Linked DNA regions of Sus scrofa: regions 1 and 2 are each linked to region 3. A link is a contact called in public HiChIP or PLAC-seq data. All regions are on one chromosome and are shown on one strand. Each heading gives the region's core, a stretch centred on a gene start, on an enhancer-like site or on the middle of the called end of the contact. The rest is flanking DNA. Distances are from core to core; before and after follow the strand shown.

What was found. HiChIP or PLAC-seq counts read pairs in DNA pulled down with a chosen protein or histone mark.
Region 1: a contact with region 3 is called in an H3K27ac HiChIP or PLAC-seq map of skeletal muscle. The contact joins two enhancer-like sites. A contact is called at or near these places in 1 of 47 Hi-C or Micro-C datasets (embryonic fibroblasts) and 1 of 2 datasets of contacts at active chromatin or transcription factors (skeletal muscle).
Region 2: a contact with region 3 is called in an H3K27ac HiChIP or PLAC-seq map of skeletal muscle. The contact joins two enhancer-like sites. A contact is called at or near these places in 2 of 47 Hi-C or Micro-C datasets (both in skeletal muscle) and 1 of 2 datasets of contacts at active chromatin or transcription factors (skeletal muscle).

Annotation. Positions count from the first base shown.
Region 1 is chr16:37,953,107-37,957,169 of Sscrofa11.1, forward strand. The region is part of intron 9 of PDE4D (cAMP-specific 3',5'-cyclic phosphodiesterase 4D); the gene reads right to left. Among named protein-coding and RNA genes, the nearest start is that of RAB3C, 540 kb to the left of the region's middle. Within about 2 kb of position 1,960, at least 7 of the 83 cell types and tissues checked have an H3K27ac peak or open chromatin away from gene starts, as enhancers often do. A contact at or near this core is called in skeletal muscle, where this site is marked.
Region 2 is chr16:37,934,602-37,938,736 of Sscrofa11.1, forward strand. All of the region lies in intron 10 of PDE4D (cAMP-specific 3',5'-cyclic phosphodiesterase 4D), which reads right to left. Among named protein-coding and RNA genes, the nearest start is that of RAB3C, 520 kb to the left of the region's middle. Within about 2 kb of position 2,505, at least 3 of the 83 cell types and tissues checked have an H3K27ac peak or open chromatin away from gene starts, as enhancers often do. A contact at or near this core is called in skeletal muscle, where this site is marked.
Region 3 is chr16:38,255,916-38,260,033 of Sscrofa11.1, forward strand. All of the region lies in intron 5 of PDE4D (cAMP-specific 3',5'-cyclic phosphodiesterase 4D), which reads right to left. Among named protein-coding and RNA genes, the nearest start is that of MIR582, 320 kb to the right of the region's middle. Within about 2 kb of position 2,371, at least 10 of the 83 cell types and tissues checked have an H3K27ac peak or open chromatin away from gene starts, as enhancers often do. A contact at or near this core is called in skeletal muscle, where this site is marked.

The DNA.
Region 1 (4,063 bases), core at 710-3,209, 300 kb before region 3:
CTTCTTCTTTGTCTTCGAATCAAATCTACAGGTATTGGAGAAGAGATTCTATGCTTGAAATTTAGACTCCATAAATGATCAGCGGCACAACCAAAAATTTCATGGACAGAATCTCAGGCTTCTGGGATTTTTCAGAGAGGTTTTTATATAAAATTTGTAAAAGTTAGAATAACTTTCAAAATATTTGTTACATGGGCCATGTGGCTCACTGTTATCAATGATTCTTGAACTATTTGCTATTCACTTTGAGAATTCTAGGTTAAAAATTGTCTTTTATTCCACTTTTTTTTTTTTTTTTCTGTACCAATCTCTGTAAAGTATACTTCAGGTGAACAAAAAACTGCCTAAACCCTGCCGAGTGAACTAAAGTGTAAGACTGGAGCTTTCCCAACAAGAGAGGAAGAGCCTCATAAATCATAAGTATAAAATATCTGTATAGCCTTTCCTTTGAGTATAGGAATATAAAAATATAACGGGCTTGTTATAAAATTTGAAACATTACACAAAGTTGTAACAAAGAAAGTTCCTTGTAATCCCATACCCTAAAGATCACACATAACAATTAAGCCTATGACCATAACACGTTTTCATTTTACTTAACATCTGCCATAAGCAACTACAGCATTACCTAGTTGGGATGGTAGTATAGGTACTATTGGTTTTGTTTTGGCCTTTTTCTTCCCTCTAGTGGTATAAAATCAGGATGTAGGAATTTTTAAAAGAAAATTAACTTATTTTAGGTGATTTGAACCACCCATAGTTAGCATATCCAGTGGGTTGAAGATGCATAACTCCTGTATCTAGGATTACTCACTGCCATCTTGCCAGTCACTGGTTATATCCAGAAGACAGGAATCCCCTCTCCACACCTCAATGGCTTAGTGTTCTACATTCCTCTCCCCTGCTCTCCAACTTTTCCAAAGTCTGAGCACCAGGGGTTCGATCCCTGCCCTTGCTCAGTGGGTTAACGATCCGGCATTGCCATGAGCTGTGGGGTAGGTCGCAGACGCGGCTCGGATCCCGCGTTGCTGTGGCTCTGGCGTAGGCCGGTCGCTACAGCTCCAATTTGACTCCTAGCCTGGGAACCTCCATATGCTGGGGGAGCAGCCCAAGAAATGGCAAAAAGCCAAAAAAAAAAAAAAAAGAAAAAAAGCCCTCTCCCCCCAAAAAACAGCTTAAAAAAATGTAGTCTGTGTATCTATTTTAAACTCTAACTACTTCTGCATGAGTCTGGAGAAAGAAAAAAGAAAAAAGAAAAAAAAATGACCAGAGCACATTTACATACCAACAAGTAAGAAAATAATTACTAACTACAGAGCAAAGAACAGTTTGTTCTATAAAACTGTTGCTCAAATAAAGAATTACTGTTGATATTAGCGTAGAGCTGAATATTCTACTTTCACCAAATTCCTAGGTTTATAAGCAACATGGCTAGCCACAGTTTTTCAGTCAGTTTTAAAGCTTAACTTTTAGGAATTTTAACCCCAAATGTTCTGAGACATTGAGTAACTGACCTTTTCATCCCTTCTAAAAAAGCCTCGATGTGGAATTGCCAGCTATCCTACAGGAAATTGAGTCATCACACCAAACAACACACCTAAATGTCACCGATACTTGCAGGACAAAAACAGTGAGCTGGTTTAATTTTGGGTTTTACCAAGAACTTACACTGCATTCATTAATAAAATACTTTTCTCCCTGGAGAGCAGTAGTCACTATGGCACTACCTGAAAATATATGAAAACTCTTCTATTTCCCTGTCCAAAATCTTTCTAGGTCAAGGAACTACAGGGAGAAACTGCCTAATCAACCACTGTTGGCTAAATTCCACAAAAGCCAGGAGAGGACGATGGAAGAGCAACTGAGAAATAACTTGAGCCGTTGCAAGTCCCCTCCTACGGTAGCATTGGTTTCCTTCAAGGCCCCCTTGAACTATGTAACACCCGTGATTCTGCTCAGGATCTTCTGTGAACAAACAGTCCTCAATTCTTGCAGGCCAGCACTTGGCTTCCGTCATTGTGATGCGATCAAGGGTTCCCCTGACACATGGCCTGAAATGGTGCCAGGGGCTCCAAGGGAAGATGCTGAAGCAGCAGCTTCCTCTCGAAAAGGAAAAAAAGCAATCACCTCAGAGCCACAACAGTGAGCTGGAGGCTGAGGTTGTTTTCTTCTGAAACGTTCAGCCGTTTACCCTTACTCACAGCTTACAGCGATGGTGACCATTGAGGTAAAAGGATCCACTCTATGTGATGTGTGACTGTGTGGATGTCAGTTTCTCTGCCAGCAGTTGACTGATTATAGGTCTGTATAAAGTTGTCATAACCCCTACACAGACCTATTGGTGTAAATGAAGAGAACCAGTCAAAACAAAATGTCACTTACTTTGGATACCATTTGCTTCCACTTAATTCAAAAATATAAATACGAACGCTGATGGCTGATTCATACTTTTCCTAAAATTAAATGGAAAACAACAACCCTTTATCAAACAGGTAGGACTGGAGGAAAACGATTTCCATTCCACCATGTATTGCTTTGAGCTGTCACTGCCTGAATTTACTACATCAAGGATTTGTGCACTTTAGCTCTAACTTTTGTTGACTTTTTTTTTTTTTCTCTCTATACATTTTATCTGATGGGAAATACATGAAGGAGTTGGATTCACTTTCAATGTGTATGTGTAACAGGTTTAAGCAGAGCTTGCCAGTGGCAAGCTACTCTCATTTCCAAGTGTAGTTCCGGCGTCAGGTTCTTGTTTTGAAATCATAGGAAATACATAAAGTTTCACTTACTACTTCAAAAAACCTCCAAAGGAAAGGTGTACATATTTTTGTGAGTTTTTTCCTTGTCTTCTGACTATCTTTGATTTTTTTTTCCCCTGGGGCTGCTGAAGGCTCCAATAGAATTATGTTAATGAAATAAACATAAGATTGGGTTGTATTGACTTCTAGTATCTTCAGTAATTTCAGGAACATTTAACACCAGATATGTACCATGCACCTTATCAGAGTCAGAGTCTGCAAAAACAAGACACATTAAAGAATGTGTCCCTTATCCAAGGAAAGCCTAGTGTCCCGGGTATAGTTGGTTTTAGCATACTCTACTGTAGAAAGTATTGCGAAAGAAGGAAGCGTGTACACTATGGGAGAATAACAGAAGGCAATTTAAATCAGAGGTGGAGTGGGAAGGGGCTAAGTCCTAAAAAATGAAACAAGTGATGAGGGTGAGAAGATTTTTTAAGAGAAACAATATGAACGAGCACATGGGCCTGAGGTCAAAGGCTGTGTGTGTGTGTAGGGAAAGGACCTCCCATGGAGTCTTGCTCAGGGGGAAAGAGGCTAGAGAAATCTGCAGACTCTGGTCATGGAAGTCTTGTCAGGCATTTCCAAGTCAGGGCTTTGGGCTGAATCTTTAAGAGGAGGAGCCTTGATAAGTGATTCATGGTACTGTGTGATTTAGGATCAGGTTTTATTGAGATGGCAAATTCTAGGGCTCTGCAATAAATGGATTGAAGGAGGGAAGGCTGAAGTCAGTGAGACCATTATCTTCAGCCATTTTATTGGTAAAATAAAATTAATAATTTAAAGAATATTTGCACCTCTGATGATTATTCTTATCTAAAACAATCTAAGTATTAAAATTCGACACAGGCATATGCTCCCATAATATGTCAGGCCTGAAGAGAAGGACTGCCCAATTAGACGTTTGCAGGAATAGACCTCTTGCTTTCAAAAGCTAAAACTTCTGAAATTGCAATCATACTGTATTCCTCATAACTGTATCTGCCAGATTTTCTTTCAGCGAGAATGTGAGAAATGTTTGGCAAGGCTACTTACTACAGAAGCTAAGACTTTAAGGAGCCCTAGTTTGAGCAGAACTAAACTGTGGCCTCTTCCACACAGAAAAGGGGAAGACGATGCTGGTTGCTCCAGTGGGAGGGAATATATATGGTGGATGTGTGTGTGCATGTGTGTAACAGAAAGGGGTTGACTTGGTCTACAGAGTAATTTCACCCTACAAATTCCCCACTCCTTCCAATCTTTAACAAAGTTACTGAAGGCAC
Region 2 (4,135 bases), core at 1,255-3,754, 320 kb before region 3:
TGGGTGAATGCAGTTTTAAAACACTGAAGTAATACTGAGCTAATGATCATTTACTTACACTGAGCTAATACCATTCTTCACAAGCTCTTTATAAATCCCTCAAAGTTGATTTGATTCTGGACACAGCAAAGGAAATCAAAGTGTGGCTTGTAGGTTTTATGAGAGACATTACAACAAACAAGAGAGTAGTCCACTTCCTTAACCATTTAGATTAAAAAAAAAAACCCACTCCAGGTCTTACAAACAGTGATCAACAGCTAAACATGAGCAATTATAGCTTGGGCTGTTGCTGCTGGTCCTGTAACAGCTAGAGGAGCAAGCATGCAAATCAGAACATATGAACTTCCATTTGGGGTAAGAAAACATATCAACCTCCAATAGCAGTTGCACCATTTGGGTGTCCTGATCCAACATCGAGGTCGTAAACCCTATTGTCGATAGGAACTCTAGAATAGGATTGCGCTGTTATCCCTAGGGTAACTTGTTCCGTTGATCAAAATTTTGGATCAATAAGTGATGTTATGGTTATTTTGACTGGTTTGTCTAGATTAAAATCACTCAGAGGGTTTTTTATGCTCCGAGGTCACCGACTTTAATATAGCTTCCAGAATACCAGTTCTAATAATTCACAAAACTATCTTTCTCTAAAATCCACAGTTAAAAGTAATAATAGTTAATACTGATTGATATTGATAAATATTTATTTACCATCTACTACCTGCCAAGACTAGCATAGAATACTTGCCTGGCATTATCTCATTCATTACTAATAACAATTCTGTGAGGACTATTATTATTCCCATTTTACAGTTGAGCCTTAAGGCCCTAATCATCAGGTCTATACAGGCAACTTCCAGGTTGCCTGTCTTTTCACCACAAATCCAGTCCTGACAATTGAAGGCCTCTAGGACATTTCTATTTAGATATGTAATTTCATGTCTAAAGATTTAACTGACATATCTTCCACCTCACTCTCTTCAAATCAGCTTCTCTCCCTGATTTTCCAATTGTTATTCCTTCTATTATTACTTGAGTTTAGAATTTCATACTTTCCTCTGGCTGCAGTGCCCCAGCAAAGTCTCCTTTCCTGCAGTCATTCTCCTAACTATCCGTTTCTTTTCCTTCCCATCCTATTCCAGTCCCTCATCACTTACATGCCTAATTCCCTATCAGATTCTTTTTGCTTTCACACTTTCTCCTCAATGTGATCCATCCTGCATACCACCATCAGATTTATCTTTCTAAAACCATTTTGTTACTTTCCTTGTAGCATTTCCCCGAAAACAAAACACAAGGGTTCTTTAGGGTGGACAGAGTATTGTCCAAACAGCTTAATCTGACACTTGAGGTGCTCTGCAGTAGGGCCTCAATCTACACTTTTCACACCTGCCTCTGTTCCTGTAATCAGATTTTCTGTTCCAGGCAGGCTCTTTCATCCAGAATACCCATTCCTCACCCACACCTACAAACAATAAGGCAATCTGAGGGAGTGTCCCATCCTACCCTGCCTCATCCAGCCCTTGCACTATCATCTCTTTCCTCATTAGTAACCAATATGAACCTTCTATGTTCAAGATCCAACCTAAGTAGCACTTTTTCTGGGATGCTTCCCAACCATTCTCATTCTTAGTGTTGAACATTCTGTACTGCTCTATAGGACCAGTAAACTCTGGAACTCATTCACACCCAACAGCCTTACTTAACGTATACGGCAATAAGTATGTCTATATGCTTTTGTATGTACGTATCTACCTCTCTTTGTATGTATTTGAATACAAATGCACATATATTAAGCCTCATTTTGTCTATGAAAGCCTTTGGAGCAGTTTACTTGCAGTAACTACACAAAAACAAAATTTCCTTAGTGAAGGCCTAACTATTGGACTTATGTTACCTGAAGTCAAAAGATACAAAACAATAATGACAAAACCCAAAATTTAAAAAAAAAAAAATGCCTGATTTATTTCTCATATGAAAATGGTATCTGGCCTAGAGAATAATCAAAGATCAAATATAAATAACAAAGATAAAGCAAAGTAAAAATTTCATTCAAAAGTGATAATATCAATAAAGACTGAACACAGGATCTTGTTTAGTGACAAAAATTATTTATTCCACACAAAGTAAAAGCCCTGACAAAAGTAAGAAAGGATTCTTGTTCTGTGTCACTTTAATTTTCCTGTGCCTTAATACCTCATTTTTAATGAAGGAAAGTGAAGTGATCTCACAAATCTCTTTCACCTCTAAGAACTTTTGGAATTAAAAAAGAAAAAAAAATCTTTTTTTTTTTTTTGAATCAAGTATACTAAAGCTTGATTTCTCTGCAAAGTGGCTGATGGCAAGTGGAAAACGGAAAGGGATCAATCACCTACTCAGTGACTCATTTTCAACTCTGATACCAACTACACTGCCGGGGAATTTCTTTTCCCTCTGGCTACGGCGAGTGTCAGACCCATGACTAGCCCATCTGGGCTGGAATTATGTTCAAGGTCATCTCATCCATTCCTCTGTTTCTCAGCTGGACTGCCATTTTAAATTTGTGCGATGATTAAAGGGTTCTATTTTTGGTTCACATTTCTTCTTACCCCAAAAGAGACATTTAGTAACCTGATGTTGATTGATATTTGACACTCTTATTAATAATCAAAATCTCACTATTCTACAGAATCGGAAAAAAAAAAAAACATTTGGAGGGGCCTCTGAGGTCATTCTGGTGGAGGGAAAAGTAAAGTCTAAGAAACGTTCCAGTTTTTAGACAAAGTGGATTAAAGATCCACGTGAGACCCTCACAACTGAGAAATGTTTCTTTTGTGGCTGCATTCATACATACTCTTTCAAAGTAATTGTGGTCAAGTGATCAGTGAGAGTGTAAATAAAAATATGCTATCCAAGGGTGCTAGGTAACAAGCTAAAACTACAGTGAACAACCTCAGGGCGATCCCACATGCAAGCTAGGGAGGCACATAAATCAGCACGATGGGGATCAAGATTTCAAAGGCACACTCTGAGCTCATTTGCCCAGGCTTGTTGATTCAAGCTCCAGTTGCACTGGGTTACCTATATGGCAGCATATAAAGTTCATCTTCTAAGTTTAAAAATAGTTCCCATCCCAACTAAGGATAGGCCATGTACCTATGATGGGTGTACCCATATTATGGACTTGACCTAAGCTTTTGTTTAAATTCTCCTAACAATCCCATGAGATGGATTTTGTTAGTTCCGGTTTATAGAGAAAGCAAAGGCTCAGAGAAGTTGAAGCAGTTTAAATATCCAAGGTGGAGTTCCTTTGTGGCACAGCAGAAATGAATAGGACTAGGGACCATGGGGTTGTGGGTTCGATCCCTGGCCTAGCTCAGTGGGTTAACGATCTTGCATTGCTGTGAGCTGTGATGTAGGTCGCAGCCACGGTTTGGATCTGGCGTTGCTGTGGCTGTGGTGTAGGCTGGCAGCTACAGCTCCAATTAGACCCCCTAGCCTGGGAACCTCCACATGCTATAGGTGCGGCCATAGAAAAGACAAAAAAAAAAAAAATCCAAGGTCACAACTCCAGTGTGGGGCATTAATAACCATAAGAGAATTGCTGAGCTCATGGGGATTTAGGAGATATAAAGCAGACTCAAGATAAAGGTTCACATTTGTCATCTGCTATTCTGTTTCATTTTTCTCTTGGCATCTAATATCACTCACTATATTGGTGAATCAACCTATACCTATTTTGACACAGTCTCTCTCTCTTCACCCTGTTCCAGCTTGTGCTTTGACTCCCAGGCAACAGGTTACTTAGGGGATGGCCCAGCAGCTGGATGTGACAAGCCACCCATGCTGCTACTGGGCCATGACTCAAGGAGGCAACAGGTGAAGGAGGAGACGCCAGCTACTGGTGTTAAATAAGACTCACGCCTCATGCAATACACTATGTCTATAAATCTCCCCACTCCAGCCCATTCTCTCCCTCCCCCGATCCCACAACTGTCCTCTCTTAAGCATTCACACCCTCACACTGACCCCTCTGGGATTTCTTTTTTTTCCTTCAAGGCTGTTCCAAAGGTTTATTCCAACCAGATTTCACCCTGAACCCTGAGGTGGAAAAGGGGCAGAAACATGAAATGGTCCTCCAGCCAAGTACAGCCCTGCT
Region 3 (4,118 bases), core at 1,121-3,620:
AAGCCCCTAGCCTCAGGAATTTATAGTCCCAAATTCAGTGATAAAAAATACAGTGATAAAAAAAAACGGGACCCACAGAACAGTGAAGACAGTACATTTAAAAAATAAAGCATTACATGAGAAATTAATATTCAAATAAAAGCAAATGAATGAGGTCAAAATCTCCCAAGTTTCAAAGGAGACCGGTCTATGACGGCCATTTGGGATATCACTCTCCCCTCTTAAACTTGTCATGAAAGAAGCTTGTTAGAACTATGCACACTGGGCATTTAAATACATAGAAACTCCTCCTTAGACATTCCAGTGCTTGCTATATTTTGGAAAGGATCAGACTGACCAAGGAAAGTAAAAATATCTTTGGTAGATCAAGAAGGCAAGTTTCATAATCTATCTGAAAAGCATACAGGAGAGCTTAAATTCTGCATTTCTTGAGATTTCTCAAACTATTTAGTCCCATATGCTATTGCTTTTAGCCTAAGCAGAAGTTAGATATTTACGATATTTGGAAACTTGTTATCATTATCTTAATGATAAAGAGTGGCTAGAAGCCACCATCTATTGCAAATATGCACAGTAATGCTTATAAGTCTTTGGAGAGCATACATTTTAACACATAATAAGCACCAGATGCAAATAATAAGCTTGAGAAGCTCATTCGGTAAGAACATAGAGCATATAGGAGGCATATATTTCTAATGTTGAATCATATCCTTAAATGTAAAAAATTAACATAATTAATAAAAATTAATGGTATTTATTTTGTTTTGAAGTAGAAGTAGATCGAAGTACTATTTACACCTTTAACTGCCAACTTTTATTTATCCCTTGTCAAAGTTTGCTTATGTGTCATTACTAGGGAAGGCTGTAATTTGATTTATTTTATAGCTCCCTAAAAAGTTCCTAGGGCATTATCTTTCATACTGTCTAAAAACAAATAAATAATTCTTGTGAGTTATTTTAATCCAAACTTTGAATGTTTTCTTTTTTTCTTTTGGTTTTGTTTTATAATGATTTTTATTTTTTCCATTATAACTGGTTTACAGTGTTCTTCCAATTTTCTACTATACAGCAAGGTGACCCAGTCATAGAAACATATATACATTCTTTTTTCTCACATTATCATGCTCCATCATAAGTGACTAGATACAGTTCCCAGGGCTATACAGCAGAATCTCATTGCTTATCCATTTATATGTTTTCTATACAAGTAAATCAGGACATATTTTCATACAAATTTAATGCATACTTCTATATAGGCCTGGTAGTTCCCGGATAAGTTACATTTGGTCTAAAGAAGAAAGATCTTATTCCTGAGATTCTGCAGACAATGTGACTGGCATTTGCTATTGATGCAATAGCTTGCAGTGCTATAGACTAACCAATCAGAAACTAAAAGTGTGTGAAGAATCAACCTTTCCTTGTAAATATCTAGAACACGGAAGCAAAGAAGGAAATCAAAGATTTTTCAGTGTCTCCTTTTTTTAAATAATTATTTGATTACAATAGGCTAACTTGTATGTAATGCTAAGATGTCACTGACAATTTATTGAGGTCATGAGGTCGAGATTTTTCCTATGACATAATAGATTAATAACATATTTACTCTGCTTCATGGTATCTAAATCTCCTGACTTTCCGCCTAGATCAAACTAGGTGGGCAAGCTTACAAGGCTGACTTTCCACCTAGACCAAAGAGAGTTTCCACTTTTGCATGTGAATGAGACCTGAAACACTTATAAACAACACAGTAGTATGTTGTTGTTGCTTCTCCGTATGTTGAATCAAACAAGAACCCTTTCCTGACATTTAAAGTGTTAAGGGAAAGTTAGTGTGACCAATTCTGGCTACATTAAGTCCATTAGGCGTGCCATCACACTTGTTTTCCAGATGCCAGTCACAGAATGTTTTTCCAATTCACCATTTAACTCTCAAAATCAGCTCTTAGAGTTGGTCAAATTCCTCCTACTTCTGCAGGTTCCCAAATCCCACCGACTAAGGTTAAAGTTTGCATCTTAGCTCCTATTCCGCAGACTTCAAAATTAACACAGGATAATAAACAGAAGTTACATCCCTCAGCCCAGCTGGCAAAGGCTTATTTGCAGGGGGCCTCCAGCTACAGAGGCTGCTGACAAAACGTCTTCCTAGCCATAAATAGGAAAGAGCAATACCTGTAGGACTTTGAGAAACGCAATCTTGATTTGACTCTTGCTGAGGGTCCTGGCACGGTGGCTCCCCAAGGATCCCAAACAAAAGCCATTTGTAAGAAAGGTGCTAGGGAGGCCGGAGACAGCAGCAAGTCAGAGTGGGTGCAGGGCCCTGGGGCTGGAAGGCTCCACATGGAGCAGGAGGCACTTGTGGCTGAGAGAGGGCATTCCCTCCGTACGCTGCTCTGTGCTGCCAGGGAGGTGGCGGGTGGCCGAGGCAGGGCTGGAAGGATGGCTGGGACTTCTTGCTGCTTGACACTTGCCCTTTGCTACAGAGCTTGCTTCACTCTGACCTTATCTCATCAAGAACATGAGAAACTCTCCCTGGCAAATGTGTTTTTAAATACAGCCCTGATTAAACAGCACATGCCACTCCTGGAAAGCAATACACACAGACACACACACACAGACACACAGACACACACACACACACACACACACACACACACACACTGTGAAAGGTATGCCTGAAGTCGGTGAACCTTTATATCAAGCATCAAGTTAAAAAAAAAAGTAAACAGTGGTCCTCTGTTTAAGAAGAAAAAAAAAAAGTAAAAAAGTAAATATATGCCCATGATGGGGAAAATCCAACAGAGATTTACTACATCTCACACACCTAGCTGCCAAATACTATTTTTCTTATATCATCTTCTCTTAGCCACAGGGATGAACATCATTATTAGCAAACCTTGCACAAGGATTTAATGGTCTGGAAATACTAGCGCCTCCCTGCAAGTCAGTGTGTGAGGAAAACAGGCAGATCACTTTCAATGGTTTTGGCAGCTCTCCCCTCAAGGAGATACCGCGTCACCTTGGAGGGTGAGTTATAGTGTGTGACTTGGACAACAGAGATCAATTTTCTTGCCCATTTTCTACTCCCCATAAACATTTCTTAACTCTCTGATAAGTCCCGTGAAACAACCTTCTTTTAGATTACATAAGTGATGGAAGCCGCAGAGATTCGTCTGTTTTCCAGGTCCAGCACATCTCCATGAGGCATGCATTTCAAGATACGGTGCTCCGGGAGTCAGAGGACCACAATGCCGTCACTGGTCCTCTTCACCAAGGGCTATTCAATGTTAACAAGGCGGCATAATTCCATCAGTCTCTGTCCAAATACGGTCCCGCCAGTGACCTCAACTGTAAACCAAGGCAGAACTCCACTTCCCCAGGATAAGATTAGAGAGGCCTGGAGTGCCTGACAGTGACTTAACCCCCTCTGAACTGGACAAAACTGACCTACCGCTGAGCCTGGTGAACTTCACCACATCTGCTAAATTTTGAGACCGCCCCCTCCCGAATAGCCCAATTCATGTCTCATATACCCAAGGGGGCCAAATTATTCCTGTAGTTTCTGTCAAACCTTAAGTCAGTATACTTGGCCCTTCTTTTCCTAACAGCATCCAGCACACCAGGGGTTCTTGAGAATGCTACATGCTCTGTATCAGCTTTGAGAATGAGTAACTGAAAACATTTTTACAGGTTTCAACTCTTTGCTATCTGACAGATGGGCTGAAAGAGTGAGTGACAGCTGACTGAATGGTGGCAACCTTGCAGGATCCAAGAATTCAAAAATAAACACATTCTCTCTGAATCATCTAGCAATATTTTAATGCTTTGCCAATGATACCTTTTGGCTTTTGAATATGGATTCCCATTTCAAAGACCAAGACCAGTGGTCACCCTCCTGGTATTCTTTGAAAGAGAAGGTACCCATACCTACACCAGTCTGCCTGTGTTGGTTTATGAAACTCCACTATCAGAACTTCATTCCATGATTATATTCCATTTCCAAGGCAGGGCAACTCTTGGGAAATCCAAACATTCCTGGCAGAGTCAACACAGAGCTGAATAACTTGTTTAGGAGAATGGTTTCATATGAGGCTGCAGCTAGACAATGCAAGAAAACTGGGA